Regions from separate parts of the Culex pipiens genome. Here region 2 is linked to region 1. A link is a contact called in public Hi-C data. All regions are on one chromosome and are shown on one strand. Each heading gives the region's core, a stretch centred on a gene start, on an enhancer-like site or on the middle of the called end of the contact. The rest is flanking DNA. Distances are from core to core; before and after follow the strand shown.

Region 1 (3,193 bases), core at 600-3,099:
TCTGTTTTTTTTGTATGAGCAATTTTAGATAAGACATAGGTTTAAAACTTAAAAAAAATTAATGAATTTACCAATTTTTAACTATTGATAATTAAAGATTAAATTGTGACACTCAACATTATTTTGAGACAAAATGAAACCATATGTTTTTGACAATCGGCCAGACCGACTGTGTTGCATTCACCGCAGCGACGATTCTTTGTTACAACAAAATGAACCACAACAATGATAACTTACCCCCATCTTCGTTCGCCTCGTCAAAGTTCTTGTTGGTCATCTGGAACAGCGCATCCAGCGGCGTCCCGTTGGGCGTTGTCTTCTGCCCCGACTTGCCACCACCTCCACCACCGCTGTTATTGTTCCCCGATCCGGACGAGGACGACTGCGACGACTGGTGCTCCGAGGTGCGTCCAATCTCGGGCGAGCAGCAATCGCCGCTGGCCGCCGAACTGGACCGTTCGGATCCACTTTCCGAGGGGATGATGTCCATGTTCATGTGGCGGAGAAGCTGGACCTGGGCATGGGCGTGCGCCCGAAAGTGCTCCTGCAGTTGGGCGTTGTAGTCTAGCATTAGCCGGTGCTCGTAGTGGAGCAGGGCCGGGGGTAGGAACGGTCGCACGGGGATGGGTCCTCGGAGGTGGTCCCATGGCCGCACGATCTTGGTGGCCGCCGCCTGGAGCGTACTGTGGTGGTGATGGAGCGCCAGGGCAGTGTCACGATTGCTGCTTTCGGTGTCCCGGCCGAGGATGTCCGCTATCGAGAAAGATTTGACACCTTCGACGGTGGCGGGCTTGGGTAGGGTAGGAGCAACTGCCACGGGTGGAGGTGCCGGGGGACTTGGTGGGGTGATTCGCGGGGGTGGGCTCGTTGTGTCCGATTTGGGACTTGTACTGGGCTGCTCCATGCGGAGACGCTTGAGCGGGCTGAAGTAGTCGTCGCCTTCAGCGGATCTTCGACTACTGCTGCTGCTGCCGCCAAGATGCGCCGGATGCAGGGACAGGTGGTGGAGGTGATGATGGTGATGGTCTACCGGAGGTGGACTCGGCGATCCGACGGAGATCTCCGACACGGCCGGACTCGCCGGAGGGGGACTTCTGCACAGCATGATTAAAACCACTTGCACTACACGTTTTTTGCTACTAAATCACAGAATGCAGCGTTGCTGCCGAGCCGGGTTTTTCGTTTGTTTTATGCACACACGTGTTTAGTACCGCTAAGTACACACCCTTCCGAAGGGGTTGTCACTGTCACTTGTCAGCCTCGGACCTCGGGAACCGTTTTCAATACACAAAACACTTGCCGCACGTGCGTGCGATGTCACTCAACGGGAGAACTACCCACTGCCTACTACTGCTAATAATCCTTCGCGCCGGAACTGCGTACGTTCCATCTCTTCTTCCTTTGGCCGTAACGCACCACTTGGATGTCTGCACTTGTCAAACACGACGACGTACCGCGAAACGCACCGCACCGCGACTGACACCACCCTCGCACAACAATGAACTGAACGAAACTCCAACTCGCCCGGACCAGACACGCGGCTCAGGTGCGAGAGTGTGTGCGTTCAAATCAATCAATCAATCAAGCCGCTAATGGCAAGTCAGCCGCGCTCTTCACGCCACCTTCACCTGTGTGTGAAACTCTGGGCAGCGGCAGCAAGCGTTGACCTACGAAAAAAGAGAGCCACGACACGGCCTACTTGGAACACGAACAACAACACACGGCTCTCGAAGACGGCGGACACTGACAAACTGACGGCGAAGCGCTCTCCTACTCTCCGGGCCGGCAGTAGCGGCTTCCAAACCAATACACTCGCACACCGGCGACGGCTGCGCAACGCTGTGGCCGCGCCTGTGTGAGTGAGCCGGCCCGGAGAGAAAGGAACCCGTTCACACGAAAATGGAAACGAAAAAAAGAGGGCGGAGCCAGCGGAGAACGTCCAATCTCCGCTCGGCGGCGGCGGCTTCAAAAGAGAATTAAAAATGTCGGACCTGTCAAACGCGCACGCACACCAGCAAACGCGTTCGCCACAGTGAAGGCTAATTTGTTAGGTTAGTTAATTGACTTTTGAGCGCATATAGTTAGGCTAAGTGTAAAAGTATTTAGAGTTAAATGTATTATTTATTGCCGGCGGTGCCGTCGTTTCTTGTTTCTCCATTAACACATTTCAACGTCGCGGCCGCCCTTGTTCCCCAGTTCCCGGCCGTTCCTTCGGCGCTAGGTGAAACGACGAAACGGGCGGCGGCGGCGGCTAAAGTGGTGTACGTCCTGTCAGACCATTAATATAAATCAATGTGGGTGTCACTCACTTTTAAAACACGACCACGAATTAGCGATGGTTGAGTGAGCCGTCGACGGTGCGCTCTTTTTTGCCGCCGTCGCCGCTGCCACTTTTCCTTTTTTTATTTTTTGTGTTATTTTTGCTCGCCTCAATCTGCACATTGAAATTAGTTTGAAATCCTGAGACGGTGCAAAAGCAATTCCGTCCCGTCCGGGAACGGCAGGGCGAAGCGAAGAAAAGGTATTAATTAATTATCGCGTAATTTAGATCGATTGGAACGGATGCCGCCGCCATTATGGCGCGCGCAGGCAGGATTTGACGGGTCGCGCTAAATAATGAGCTCGGGCTGAGGTTTCGTAAAATAGCGAACCGCGGCGCGAACTGGAGCATCGAAAAAAGCCGTCGCAGTTTGGTGGTCGCAAGTGGCGCAGGAAGAAAGAGACCAGTCCCTGGTGACGGAATTCGATTTGTCGAAATGTCCCGGCGGCAGTTGCAATTTAATTGGACTCGCAGCTTTGTTCGTGATATGCCGCGGCCTTGAAGCTGGAAATGTCAAATTTGAACTTATCAATGCTACCCCGGCGGCATAAGTTCATAAAGAGAAACGTCCAGAGACGCTGACTTGCATGAGCTAAAAAGTTAGTTTTTTTTTCAATTTGTCAGAGCTTCGCAAATGGATGTCTAAAGACGACGCTCTCACATCCGACGTGAAATCAGTCCCAAATTTGCAGTAGATAAGTTATAAAAAAGCATTTTTTTTTCATTATCCATGATAGTATCGGGACCACATTTACAGAGCTTAACATTCTATATGTCGCCTTCCTTACACCCAAAACTGGCCAGCGCTCGTCCGAGAGAATAATAGCCTTGAGTCGACATAAAAGTGGTACCCAGCAATGGAAAAAAAATCTT
Region 2 (3,276 bases), core at 729-3,228, 130 kb after region 1:
TGCAACATTGTCTTTATGGCTTGGTTTGATGATAGGATCAAATGTGGCCACCGGAAACGTGCAAACTTTACATTACTCTTTTTTGACAGTACTAAAATGGGCCTAATGGTAACGAACAGAAAATGTGAAATTGATAATTGACAGTGACAGATCGAAATCGACAAGAATGCACACAATATTGACACATATTGACAGAAACAGTAACTTAAACAGAAGCGCGTTTGACGTTAACTATGACTGAGAAAGTGACAGAATTGGTGACATTGACAGTGACAGTGACTGAGAAATTGACAGAATTGGTGACATTGACAGTGACAATTGACCGTTTTTTCGCAAATCAAACACAATACTTCATCTTTCTCGGAACCCTTTCAAGCTCAGCAACAATCTTGCCCCATAAAAAAATCCCATTATTCGCCGTTCACACTGCTCCATTCGCAAACTCCTTTCATTTCAATATTATATTCCCATCTCCAATCACAAGCTCTCCGTCCAACAGCAAAGCATTTACGCCGCATCTCGTTCTCTTCACAACACAGATCAAGCAACAGAGTATGAAACACACAGTTCAAAACACTTTCATCAGCTATTGTACGAAACGAGAGAAGGAAAAAAGCAGTTTTCCCACACTCATCCCACCACCACCACCGTCAGCAAGGCAGGCTATCAACGGCACACACAATAAAATGTATTCATTTTCACCCGGATCAACTTTGCGCGAAAGGACATGCACAATTGCTTATAACCAAATCAAGCTCTCACTCTAGCAAACAAGCCAAAACAAAGCGCAACTGCATTCGCGCACCAACACCGCCACACAACTGACACCTTACACGAGCACAGTGTTTACACAAAACGCACCTTCACTGGTATTGGTGCCATCGATTCCTCCAATCAGCGCACGAGCAGCAGCAGCGTTTTGTTTGCTTTGTTTAGGGGAGAGTGGGGAGACTTGATCCCCGGGGACACTTGATCCCAAGCCTGTATCTCGTCAGCATGTGGGTAAAAAAATTAGCTTTGTTCTAGAAAGTTGTGCGAAATTAACTAAAACTCATTGTAGAAAACAAAGAAAAAAATTAAAAAATGTTTAGATTCAGTTACACACATTTTTCTAAAACGAGCTGCAAAAAACATCCAAGAGATTTTTTTTTCTTTGTATTGATATGTATAGAAAACACTCAAAAATTATTCAAAAAAATATGTTTTACACATGAATTGTTTGATAAACTTATCAACTCCAAAACCCTTACGCATTTGATGTTAAATTTATCGTCATACTATTTTTACAATCAATTGTTTAAAAAAGTGCGTTTAGGGAGACTTGATCCCTGCATTTTTACAGTCACTGGAATCAGCCTCAAGATTAATTAATTGAGCTGGGTTTTCATACATAGTTTCCTTTAGTATAGTTGTACATAACTTACTGCAGTTTGAACCATTTTTCAAAAGTTTCGTAAACAAAAATTTGCAGCTTTTGTAAACATGCTTAATTTTGGTCTAAAAAATAATATTTTAAGTTTTTAAATATTTAACATAATAAACTTGTTATATTTTGAACACAAACGTACAGGTTTTATGTGAAATTGCTGTAACTTATAGAAAATTAAAAGTTTGGATGAATAAGAAACATTTTGCTTAAGATTTCTTCAAAATGTTGAAAGGGGGATCAAGTTACCCCTAACATTTTTAAAATGCCGGTTTAAAATATTTTTTTAAAACGCTTGGCATGATTCGAAGAGTTCATCTGATGAAATATCCTTATTAGCCAAACACAGATGAATGTTTAAGCTTTCAATTCATGCAAAAAGTTTATAGTTTTGTGAGAAATTGACAGAGTTATGTGCGATACAAAAAAAGGGGATCAAGTCTCCCCACTCTCCCCTACATTGTCCCGTTCCCACGCACGTACACAACGCCGCACACTGGCTGACAGCCGAGGGGCGTGGCCTACTGTTTTGTTCAGCCGCTTTGGCACGGTTGCACAACCGGCCGCGTCCAGCCAGTCAGTCAGTGTTTCTTTGCTGTCAATCGCGCGCGCACACACGGCCTGCTGAGATTTCGTCGTCCGCGTCAAGTTGAATTCGGGGTTCGCGTTAAGGTTGGCAACGCTTTCGGCTTTAACGCGCCGTTGATGTTTGGATGTTTGGCAGATTAAACCCTAACGAGCTATTAATTGGCAGATGAGAGTGATTGCGAGCACAAGTGTGTTGCAGTGCTGCTAGCTTGGTTGAAGATTCCCCCGGACACGGAAGTGTGTCAATAGAGTGTCTTTAGTGCGATTTGAGCTACTTAATTTTCCAGCCGGTTACGTTTGACATTGGCAAAGGCGTCTGCTAATTTGTCGTCTGTGACGGTTCGTTGACCTGCAGGGTGTTAGTGAATTTGACGCCAAGTTTGGTGAACAGTGAAGCCATGTTTCGCCAAGTGTGACAGCAGTTAGCGAAGATCGCGAGAAGACAGGAAGTGGTGTCAGTGACACAAGAAGTGGTGATTTTTTGAGGGATTGTGGTGAACATAAAACGCTGTCAAAATTCCGCCGCTAGCGATAATGTCGTCGACAACGCACGAGGAGGAAGATCTGGATCATGATCAGGAGATCAACGTGGACGCGGATTCGGATTCGCACTCGCGGATGTCGTACAACAGTGCCGCCTCGGAGGATATAGATCTGGATGGCGACGGCAACGGGAGTTCGTGCTACGACGAGTCGGATCTAGCGAGGTACGAGGCCGTCGGTCGAGATTTCTTGTAAATGGCGCTTTAAATGAAATGTAAATGACGAACTCCTCGTCACTGATGCTAACAATGATCGAGCTCGAGCTGTCACGTCCCTGCGAAATATGTTGGCTGAAATATCAGACGGGCAGCCAAAAAACAGCTTCTGAAATGCCAGTTTGTTTTTGGTAAAGATTTAGCAATCGTTGCTGGTTTTTCAGTTATTATGATTTGATTTTTGAACTCGAAAGGTTGTTTGCTTACGACTTATTTACCGTCTGCTAAACAGAGAACTTTCTAAGATCCCATTCCATGCGAAGTTATGGAAATCGTCATTAATCAATGATTGCCAACTAGGACTTCAATGATTGCTCCACAATATTTTATAAATTTTGAGACACATTTGATTTAGATCAACAATTCCTTCAGTGGCTTCAAGAAGGCAACAACCGGCACATGCTGATTCATTTTGGTGCAGAAATTCGTTAAATTGAATTTTGTACAGAATATTTTAGAGTGATTATCAACTATCTCCGAAAATGATCGACGGCTTCACCTTAA

Evidence for each region. Hi-C and Micro-C count contacts between places; a contact is called where the count stands out from the background.
Region 2: a Hi-C map of embryo shows a contact between it and region 1, with 4 times the contacts expected there. The contact joins the promoter of LOC120417220 here to the promoter of LOC120417206 in region 1. A contact is called at or near these places in 2 of 3 Hi-C or Micro-C datasets (embryo and whole body).

The regions. Positions count from the first base shown.
Region 1 is chr1:111,152,137-111,155,329 of TS_CPP_V2, forward strand. LOC120417206 (homeobox protein B-H2-like) reads right to left here and starts at 1,850. Exons shown (of 3, transcript XM_039579171.2): 1 at 238-1,850. The coding sequence starts at 1,105.
Region 2 is chr1:111,284,421-111,287,696 of TS_CPP_V2, forward strand. LOC120417220 (T-cell leukemia homeobox protein 3) reads left to right here and starts at 1,979. Exons shown (of 4, transcript XM_039579181.2): 1 at 1,979-2,721. The coding sequence starts at 2,549.